2 separate regions of the Sus scrofa genome follow, and region 2 is linked to region 1. The links are chromatin contacts, called in public Hi-C maps. All regions are on one chromosome and are shown on one strand. Each heading gives the region's core, a stretch centred on a gene start, on an enhancer-like site or on the middle of the called end of the contact. The rest is flanking DNA. Distances are from core to core; before and after follow the strand shown. Region 1 overlaps PDE4D (cAMP-specific 3',5'-cyclic phosphodiesterase 4D). Region 2 overlaps PDE4D (cAMP-specific 3',5'-cyclic phosphodiesterase 4D).

Region 1 (5,494 bases), core at 368-2,867:
CTAGCATGCACTGAGATTTTAGACAGAATATGGGAGTTCTGTTATTTTCAGTATGATTATAGGGCATCTAATCATGCAGCTTTCGCAATCTTTTCTGTGTATGTGTGTGTGTGTGTGTGTGTGGGATTTCAGTCATTTGAATTACTCTACTGTATATACATGCTGTATTCCAAACTAAACTGTAAGTTTCTGGGCTACTACGAGCACTTAGTTGGATTTATTTGGACACAAATAAACAGATATATATGTGGATATTTATAGGTCTTAAAGTAGAGAAGGATGCTTTCCTGTGTGTTGACACATTTAGTCTTCCAAAGAAAGCACCATTCTATGAGGAAGTTGATAATAATCCCTCTTTTATCTAGGAAGAACTGAGAATTGGAAAGTTTGAGTCCCTAGCAGATCAATCCAGATCTTGGTAGAAGCAGGAGAGTCAAACAATGTTTACGTATCTTTCCCAAATCTATTTTATTTTACTCATTTCCACGTTTCACATCTGCAAGATTCTCTGCCTAGATCTATCTATATAAACACACACACACAACCACCTGTCTATTTTGATCTACGTGCAGCTGCATCCAGGTTCAGGGATTATGGAGGGAGGCAGCTGCAGGAAGGACACTGCACATTGTGGGAGGCACATGAAGGACTCCTCCAACAGGATAGCCATGGAGTTTTTTGTTAGGCCACCCAGCAGCACTGTCAGAAATGACAAGTGATGCTTGAATTCCTTTTCTTACAGAAAAAGAATAAGAATAGTTTATTGATAAAATCATTTGATACATATATACATAACATATAACAACTGTTGCTGCAGAAAATGGCATTCTGCCTGGAAAGTCCTAAAATTTAGGTTTTTTAAAATTTATTTTAAGTGCTCTCTAATATTAGCAAAGTTTAAGATTGGCTGAATATCACATCTGAAGCATGATACAATACCAGTGATGCCAAAATATAGAAAATTACCTATGAAAGTCACAGAATATAAAAGATAAAGAAGACCTTGTATAAATTATCATATTAAGATTAATCTTAATATTTTAAAAATATTATTAAATTTATTTAAAAATATTATTTTATTTTTAAAAATCCCATATAGGAGTTCCCTGGTGGCACAGTGGGTTAAGGATCTGGCATTGTCACTGCTTCCGCTTGGGTCACTGCTGTGGCACAGGTTCAGTCCCTGGCCTGGGAATTTCCATATGTCCCAGGCAGAGCCGAAAAAAAAAAAAAAAGAAAAGAAAAAAAATCCCCTATAACCAGTAGAGAGGGGTCAGGGAGACATATGCACAGAACATTCTAGAGATATCATGTGACAATTTCTCATTAAGGAATCTGAGGTTAAACAAAAATTGGTCCTCATATTTTGGTAGGGAACAAGGATAGCTTATTAATATGTGAAATGATCAATTACTTACTGCTTTATACTCATGCTGCATGCATTTCGTGTAGACGATCAAGGCAAAGATTGCCAGTGCAAAATAACAACCTCTCATTGCTTAAGTTTAATCATTAATCATTACTGTTTCCCATGGATCAATACCCCTCAGAAGCAAGAGGTGTAGCCGTGCTCTTGAATTCCATGTGTTTGCCGAGTGTGAAAAGCAGTGAGCAAGACCTGTTGGACCTTTGTCACATGCTGCTTTGTCATGAGCTCTTCTTAGCTCTTCTCTATAAATGGTCTTCCCCTGACCCCGTGCTCTTCAGCCTGCCCTGAGAGGGTAGATGTAATGTGGGTATGTAAGTATAGCATACCCACATTACCTTTTAATGTTGTTCAATTCTGGTTTTTGTTTTTTTTTTTTTAAATGGCTGCTACCACGGCATACGGAGGTTCCCAGGCTAGGGGTCAAATTGGAGCTGTAGCTGCCAGCCTATACCACAGTCAACAGTAATGCAGGATCCAAGCCACATCTGCAACCTACACTACAGCTCACGGCAATGCCAGATCCTAATCCACTGAGCAAGGCCAAGGATTGAACCTGTGTCCTCACGGATGGTAGTCAGATTCATTTCCACCGAGCCACGACAGGAACTCCTGTTCAGTTCTTAACACTCTTCTTCAACTGAGAGTGGAGCTGTTATATTCCCTGAAATGAAGTAGTGGTAATCAAAAGTAAGAAAAGTAAGACAGCCTTTCTAAGTGTGTGACTTCTGAGTAATAAAAGTGACTTTTAAAAAAATAAAAGCATGAAATATGGCATTAAAGTAAAAAATGAGATATGTTAGTACCCCCTTGAAAGCATTCTATCACATTTTTTCAAAAGAAGCCTTATTAAGGAGTTGATAAATATTTAGAATTTTAAAACATTCTATAAAAATGTTTCACAGAAACATAAAGCCTCCTGCTCTCAATGAAAACCTCTCCTGTTCAGAGATTGGGTCTGATTTACTTTTGTATTCCTCATGCTGCTAAACCAAAAACTTACAAAAATAGATACGTAAGAATTGTTATTTAATAAGTGAGTGAATGAAGTAATGGAAGAGGTGCTATTTCATGGAGAACACTATTAATTTTGATAGATGAGCCTGTTATATTTAAGTAGAGGGATACAGGATTTTTTAAAATCCTCTGTCTTTTTTAAAAAATTGAAGTATAGTTGATTTACAGTATTGTGTTAGTTTCAGGTATACAGCAAAGCGATTCAAATATATACACACACACAAATATATATGTATACATTCTTTATTTTTCAATTCTTTTCAGTCATAGATTATTACAAGATATTGAATACAGTTCCCTTTGCTATAGAGGAAATCTTTGTTGCTTATCTATTTTATATACGTTAGTGTGTGTCTGATAATCTTGTACTCCTAATTTATCTCTCCCGCTTTCCCTTTGGTAACCATAAGTTTGTTTTCTATATCCGTGAGTCTGTTTCTCTTCAGGATACAGGATACTTTCAAGATGTTTAGAGTAGTGTTAGGAATTTTTTTTTTAATTTTTAAATTAAAAAAATTATCTTTATTACAGGATGAATTTTGTCCCTTCAAATTTCATATATTTAAATCCTAATCCCCATTACCTCAAAAAGTAACTGTATTTGAAGGTAAGATCTTTAAAGATGATTAAGTAAAGGTAATTAAGTTAAAAGTTTAGGGTTGGCTGCATCCAATATGACTTGTGTCCTTATAAGAGAAAAATTGAAAACACAAAGAGAAACACTGGCCATGTGCACATACAGCAAGAAGGTGGCTGTCTGCAAGCCAAGGAAAGAGGCTGCAGAAGAAGCCAAGCCTGCTGACAGTTTGATCTTGGACCTCCAGCCTCCAGAACTGTGAGAAAATAAATCACTGTTGTTTAAACCACTCAGTCTGTGGTGTGTGCTATGGCAGCAGGAGGAAACTAATCCAACCTTTTTAAATTGCTCCCTTTGAAAATCCTCTCCTAAAAGGATGGTGAGGGAATAGAAAGGAATTACCAAATAGAAGAATACAAATCCCCAAGAATAGGAGGATGAGAGAGGAAACAACTGGAGATGAGAGAGCAATATTTTAGAAATGGAAAGTAGAGAATTGGAATTAGTAAAGCTAAGAATGCTAATTACAAAATGCATACAGGGGAGGGTATCAGGAGAAGCAAGCAATTCCCTTGTGGAAATCTGGAAATACTTAGGAATTAGGGAACCAAGTATTCTTAAAAATAGTGGTGATTGCTGGAAAATCTGCACTTCCACAGGCCCTCCTCTCACCCTGCAGAGCTAGGAGACCAATTAACTCCATCCTCATTAGAACATAGGAAATTTACTCTATGAAAAAATTAAATGAGAGCTTTAGACTTGGAGATACCAGGCACGGTGGAAGATATAAGATTAAATAGAAGTCAACCAATTGGACCATGATTGAAAATAATATGAAAAAAAGAATGTGTGTGTGTGTGTGTGTGTATACATGTATATGTGTGTATGTATATGTGTGTGTATATACATACATATATATATGTATATATATATATGGCTGAGTCACTTTGCTGTATAGCAGAAATTGGTACAACATTGTAAATCAACTATAACAAATTATTTTTAGGTCTATCAATTGAATACCAAAGCCATAGCTTTCTATTAGCATTTTAGGACAAGAACTCTGCAAGTTAGGCTTATAATGCCAAGGCAGGAAGTCGAAGAATCCTTCTCTAGAAAAATGGAATCATGGAGATCCCCCTGTGGTGCAGCAGGATCCATGGCAGCTTTGCAGTGCTGGGACTCAGATCCCTGGTCATTGCTGCAGTTGCCTGCTGCAGTTGCTGGGGGTGGAGGTAGAGGTGGAGATATGGGTAAGGGAGGGCAAAAAAGAAAAAAAAAAAAATGGAATCACCCCTCAGAGCAAATACCTATAGTATCTGGCATTACATAAAATGAAATGTAATGAAAATAAAGATCCAGCGAAAAAGGCAAGGGTCTTCATTTCCCAAGATTCCATAAGCCCTCTTAAGACATTGAGAGCTTCTAGTCAGAATTTTAGTCCCCTCTCTTTAAAATGAATGGACTTGGAGTTCCCACTGGTTGAACATCAGGTTAAGGATCCAGCATTGCAACACCTATAGCATAGGTCTTGGCTGTGGCTCAGATTCAGTCCCTGGCCCAGGAATTTCATATGTCATGGTGTGGCTGAAAAAAAGAAAATAAAATAAGTTAAATAAAATAAGACAGCCAAAGCTCTAAAGCTTCAGAAACCTTTATGAAACACCTCAACATAAATTATAAAACAAATGAAAATAATGAATAAATAGACAATTTAAGGAACAAATGAGAAGTTTCAGGAAAAATGTGATATTCTCAAGAGATAAAAACTTATTACAGTCATTAAAACAAGATGATAACCTACCAAATTAACGAATAAGAGCAAAAAAGAGTTGTTAAATTTTAACCTGATGATAAAGTTAAAAATTCAATGGAAGAGCTTAAAAATAAGTTTTAGAAATCTATCAACAAAAAGAAAAAAGAATAGGCAATAGAAGTTTAAAAAAATGGAAAAACAATTTTGTGACTAAGTGCTAACTACCAGCAGTTTGAGAAAGAAAAGAGAGAAAAGATAAAAAGAATGAATGCACTTATCAAAGAACACAAAATTTCCTCAAATCAAAGGACATATTTTTCTTCAGTAAAAAGGTCCATGAGTGCCCAGAACAATGAAGGAAACACACCCATACAAAAGACATATCTTGACATTTTGAGCCACCAGATGCAAATAGAAAGCCCTAAAAGCTTCTTGAGAGGATGAAGGAAAAAACAAAACAAAACAAACAAACAAACAAAAAAACCAGACTGATAGAGGTTCAGTATAGAGGTTTATGAAGTATTGACTTTGTCCTCTAAAAAGTACATTGCACACTAGGAGACAATAGAACAATGCCCTCAAAATTCTAAGTGGAAATGATTTGCAACCTGGAATTCTAAACCCAGCTAAATCATCAATGAGAATGTGAGGAAACTGATAGAATAACTGATATGTTTGACCTAGGCAGAAAATATTTTACAGAGAGCTTTTAAAAATT
Region 2 (5,838 bases), core at 2,742-5,241, 47 kb before region 1:
CTCATCTGACTCACAAAACCCCAGGATGCTCAGAATTCCTCTAATGCTCAGGAGGTGGTGCTCAGGAAGGTAGCAATATATTCTGCACATTATTTGGCAGAGGTATGACACCCAGTGTCTGCTTGCCTGGCAGCCTGACACACCTGGGATATCTTGGTAGCATGTAGAGACACTAGCCAATCTTGCCAGGGTAGATTGCAGAATCTGAGGAAACTGCTTTGTCAGGTGACGCAGTTGGACAGATAACACGATAACATAACTGAGACTAAAATAATTTGGAAAAGAGATATGGAGATAATTTAGTTTAAGTTGTTCTCCTTGCTCTTCTCAGAAGTGTTTATTTTTTTTATCTCTAGACAAATAACAATTGACATTAAATAATTGCCTTAACTAGTGTGACAGTTCACTCATTCTAAACAATTTTATGAATGCTATCATATATTATTTATCTCTGTTATGTAACTTTACCTTCCTAGTATATCTAACCTCTTAAGAATAAGAGCTTGCAAATACCAATGACATAGGCCAGTATCTTTGTTAACAAAATACTAGTAATTTTTGCACTAAATTCCAAACACTCAATCTATTTTTCCATTAAGAACTCTTAAAATGGACAAGAAGTGGGGACTTGAAATGATCATGAGTGGAAGATTCTACTAAGAACCTTTGGAAAGGATCACCAGATTCCAGAATAATCTGTCCAGTCTAAGAGGTGGCATATTCAAAAAATACATTGAGAATCTGAAGAACTACCTTTTGTAAAAAAGTATAGTTTTCTCTGAGGCCAGGATTAGTTAAGGCCTACACAAATATACTAATTTTGATGCAGCTGAAAAAAATGAGGCAGATGACCAATTCAGTGGAAAAAATAAAAAGTTCATTTCCTAAATTCTTCGGGCTTTTATCCCTTTGCATTGTTCTTAGCTGAACTAAATGCAGGCAAAAGGTACAAAACATTTTTGCCTAGTAGATAGTCAGAACACTCTAGAGAGTAATTTCTTAATTACCAAATGACTCTATTTTACTTTATTTTTATTTATTTATTTATTTATTTCTGCTGTACAGCATGGGGACCAAGTTACACATACTTTTATACATACTTTTCCTTCCATTTTTGTGTAGTGATGGAAGTATCTAGACACAGTTCTCAGTGCTACACAGCAGGATCTCATTGTAAATTCATTCCAAGAGCAATAGTTTGCATCCATTAACCCCAAGCTCCCACAAGTCTATTCTAAGTCTATTATTTTCTTTTCTGTGGAAATGTTTATTTGTGCTGTATATTATATTCCAGTTATAAGTGATATCATATGGCATTTCTCTTTGTCTTTCTGACTTATTTCATTCAGTATGAGAGTCTCTAGTTCCATCCATGTTGCTGCAAATGGCATTATGTTGTTCTTTCTTATGGCTGAGTAGTATTCCATTGTGTATATATACCACATCTTTCTAATTCAATCGTTTGTCAATGGACATTGGGTTGTTTCCATGTCTTGGCTATTGTGAATAGTGCTTCAATGAACATGCGGTGCATGTGTCTTTTTTAAGGAAAGTTTTGTCTGGATCTATGCCCAAGAGTGGGACTGCTGGGTCATACGGTAGTTCTATGTATAGATTTCTAAGGTACCTCCATACTGTTCTCCATAGTGGTTTTACCAGCTTACATTCCCACCAACAGTGCAGGAGGGTTCCCTTTTCTTCACACCCCTCTAGCACTTGTTGTTTGTGGACTTATTAATGATGGTCATTCTTACTTGTGTGAGGTGGTATCTCATGGTAGTTTTGATTTGCATTTCTCTAATAATCAGGGGTGTTGAACATTTTTTCATGTGCTTGTTGGTCATCTGTGTATCTTCCTTGGAGAATGGTCTATTCAGGCAAATGACTCTATTTTATATTATCCTTTAGGAAACTAAGTTTCGAAACTGTCTAAAAGAGGCCTAAGAAGTTTGAATTTCTAATGCTTAGTTTATGTTTTCTTGATTATAAAACTATTATACCTTTTGTCAGCATTCAAATATTGTAGAAATATAAGATTTAGATAAAAACAGATGTTTGCTACCTTCCCTCCCCTTTGGTAACTGTTTTTAAGACTTTTCGTATACATAGCTAGATTTTTTGGGTGCATGTAAATATAAATTTTTTACTGAAATGAAAGTTTGCCACATGCTTTTCAATATTTTTTTAAAAAGTCTTAGCTATTTACATCAATATTCATTGCTCTATCTCTGAAGTTGTAAACAGAATAAAGCAGTTTATTCCCCATGAGAAGCCTGAGGTATTGGAGAGTATCCACAAAGATTGGGTCACTCTATGCCTAGTGTTGCCTGAGAAAGCTAACATCCTCCCCATCCCACCCTGAGGGCAAGTGGGTTCCCTCATTGGGGCCATGTGCCCTAGCAGAGCTCATGGACCACAACAGCAGGCAGTATGGAGTAAGGAACAGGCTTACAGTGATGTAGTGATCAAAGATTATGAGAAGAGAGGAGGCTGTGGTCTTCCTGGTCCCACATCATCCCTCTTTCTATTTTTTTTTTTTTTTTTTTTTTTTGTGGCATATGGAAGTTCCTGGGCTTGGGGTCAAATTCGAGCTGCAGCTGCCGGCCTACAGCACAGCCACAGCAACACAGCATCCAAACCACATCTGCAGCCTATGCCACAAAAGTGGCAATGCTGGATCCTTAACCCACTGAGAAAGGCCAGGGATTGAACCTGAATCCTCATGGACACTATTAGGTTCTTAACTAATCATCCCTCTTTCTTGCTGTCCCATTTTTTAGGGCAACTGTAGAAGGAGCTGTCAGTTGGGGTTCAGACCACCCTCTTAGTTGCCAGAATATCTCAGTGCAGATGCCAGCTCTTTAGAGGAGCTGTTCAATAAAACCGGCTGCCCAGCCCTGGAAACCTCCGGGAAGCCTGGGAAGTCACAGCCCCTTTAGCTAGGAAAAGCTGACGCGTGGGGGAGTCTAGGCACATAGGAAGTTGGGTGTGAGTGAGTCTGGGGCTTTGCCAACAGCTAGTTCATTGTCTAAACAACCCAGTGTGTGCTATCAAGTCATTTTTGGACAATAGCACCTGTGATGTTCCCCTGGTTAAATCATTATTCTCTTATGGGCTTGAATAGTAACAAAACTGACACCTTGGCATCACTTCTTGGTTTGGTGACCTCTGTTTAATTTTCTAACACAGTTGGTTTCTGCAGTACCCTCCTCCAAGTAATTTGATGCTGTTTAATCCTGCCATGTCTTTCGCAAAGGCAAGATAATAAAAATCCTTTTAATTAGCATATAATTTGCCTATTTTATTTTATAGAGAATTGTTATAATTTCATTAAATGAATTTTACAATAAAATTCTAATCCATTTTCTTATGACTTTTTATATTTTATGTTCCTTTCCAATTCATATCTATATAGCATACATGTTTGATCAGTATATGTGTGTATGTGTGTATATATATATATATATATGTATATATATATATATATAATTTTATTCTGTGTTTTTTTCACTTCTGTTTATTTTCTTAATGCTTTTCTATATTGTTTTCACATAGTCACCATTTTCCATATTTAAGGCCTTCCCTATTCAGGTATCAAGTATTATATTATAAGGCAGCTCTAGTTGTTAGAAAGCCTCCCCTTCCACTGATTTGAAATTTGCCCAATTGTAATTCAGCTGTTGTTCCTAGTTTGGTGCCTTAGAGGGATCACTGCCTGGCTTCACATGGTCTGGGGACACAGAAATTGTATATAAAATTGTGTACAAATGTGCTGTCTTCTGGAGAGTGTGTCCATAGCTTCAGATGGTGAGAGTTCTAAGAGTAGTTAAGAACCTCACAGGACTTGTCCACTCTCCTTCCACCACTGAAACAATTGATTAGACTGAATAAATTAAGTGGTATCTAATCAGGACCATAAAGCTAATTAGATTTTTGGACTACTAGAATCTAGCTACCTTTGGTGTAGGAACATAGGAACATCTGACTAGCAAACTGTTACACATTCCTGTTAGATTGAAACCTTGATTGTACATTAATTTCACCCTTGTAATGTTAATGATACTGATGCCTGGCCCCCACTAATGAGATTTTGATTCTATTAAATGGTCTGGGTAGGGGTCAAGTCTGCAGCTAAAGATGAGAACCAATGAATCTGAAGCCCTAATAGATAAGACATGAGATAGATAAGTGCTATTGAAACTATCAAGACAGGGAAAAAACAAATCTAGGCACTCACTTCTATTTTGTCTCTGTAAGAGTATTTTTACCGACCAGAATGAAAATTCACCCCCACTAAGTGAATACTTTTAAAAATTAACCTTGTCTTTTGAAACACCATCGTTTAAACTTTAACACAATATTCTCCTCAAATTACTTAGATATGAAGTAAGAGATCTTTCTGCTTTGATAACAGTGAAACTAAAATAAGAATCCAGTTTAGAGAGTCATTGGAGAACAGTTTTCATTCTCAAAGAGCAAATTAGGCATTGACTTAATTCATGATATTCATTACAAATTCAGTCCTGAAGGAAAATATGCATTACTTACTTATATTAAGATAAAATAAACTATTATTAGCAAACAACTTTATAGCTAATTTCTCTAGTTTACCATGTTCTGAATCCCATTCAAATTATGCCTTTTCACATTGCTAGTAAAATAGAAGATTGGTGAAGAAAACTGCCATCTTGATGAGAAGTTTTACATAACTGAAAGAGATCAGGTTTCATTGCAAATCTGGAGTATTAAAACAGGCAGAAATATGCCAGCTAAACTTTATTCATTCTTATGTATGCCATTATATTTTGGCAGGGGAGACATTGAGGACTTATTATGCCCAGAAATAGTTATAGATTAACAAGGTGCCAATTTGGCTGTATTTTCTTTCTCCAATTTAATTAACTGTCCCCTATTTGACTGCTATTCCATTTTTTAAAGCTAATGCTGGAATTCTCTTGTGGTGCAGCAAGTTAAGGATCCAGCATTGTCCCTGCAGTGGCTTGGGTCACTGCTGTGGCATGGGTTCTGTTCCTGGCCTGGGAACCTTCATATGCCACAAGCACTGCCCCCCCAAAAAAAGAAAGAAAGAAAGAAAGCTAATTCCTATTCTTCAGTTCCATGGGACACTTTCAGTCTGATTTCCCCAATCAAGAAAGGATCCCTTAGGTTCAGTCACAAGGTCCTCTAGTTGATTATTATTATTTTATAAATCTGATTTTAACTTTTATAAACCTTTCAAATTAAACTGATTATTATTTAAACATATAAGACTTTATGCAATAAAAAAATAAAACCCAAAAAAGTGGAAGATGTCAACGAATTATTTTAGGAGTCCTTGGAACACCAGAAGAGTATATTATATATAAATCTGATATTTGTCTTTACCAAACCGATTTATATTTTTGTGTGTGTTTAGAGTCAGCCCACACCTGTATAATAGGTATAATGAATTATACCTATTAAATTCACTTCTTCTGAAATTTGCAGTGTTTCTCTTTTCTTAGTTGAGTACTGTTCAATAAAGTCTTGAATGATAAAGGGAGAACTTATAATGGTAGTTGTCAAAAAAGGTTTAACTAAGAAAGTAAAGTCTAGGCTGAACTCATAAACCTCAATTATGAGTAGAAACCAGTCAATGGAGAAGGAGCAAAAAATATTCTAGATCATGTAGCAAGGAGAGAGGAAAAGTGACACATGTGGATGACGGGAGTGCGAAGTATAAGAGGGAGGAAGGGAAAGAATATAAAAGGGCTTTCAAGCTTTAAGGATTTTGAATGCAAGCCAATTAGAAGACCTTGCAGTGGAATGATATGGCATTTGTGTTTTCTAAAGTCAGTG

The links. Hi-C and Micro-C count contacts between places; a contact is called where the count stands out from the background.
Region 2: a contact with region 1 is called in a Hi-C map of liver, with 4 times the contacts expected there. The contact joins two enhancer-like sites. A contact is called at or near these places in 1 of 5 promoter capture datasets (liver), 7 of 47 Hi-C or Micro-C datasets (embryonic fibroblasts, heart right ventricle, liver and 1 more) and 1 of 2 datasets of contacts at active chromatin or transcription factors (skeletal muscle).

Annotation. Positions count from the first base shown.
Region 1 is chr16:38,292,039-38,297,532 of Sscrofa11.1, reverse strand. All of the region lies in intron 5 of PDE4D (cAMP-specific 3',5'-cyclic phosphodiesterase 4D), which reads left to right. Among named protein-coding and RNA genes, the nearest start is that of MIR582, 290 kb to the left of the region's middle. Within about 2 kb of position 1,617, at least 5 of the 83 cell types and tissues checked have an H3K27ac peak or open chromatin away from gene starts, as enhancers often do. A contact at or near this core is called in liver, where this site is marked.
Region 2 is chr16:38,340,899-38,346,736 of Sscrofa11.1, reverse strand. All of the region lies in intron 5 of PDE4D (cAMP-specific 3',5'-cyclic phosphodiesterase 4D), which reads left to right. Among named protein-coding and RNA genes, the nearest start is that of MIR582, 240 kb to the left of the region's middle. Within about 2 kb of position 3,991, at least 3 of the 83 cell types and tissues checked have an H3K27ac peak or open chromatin away from gene starts, as enhancers often do. A contact at or near this core is called in liver, where this site is marked.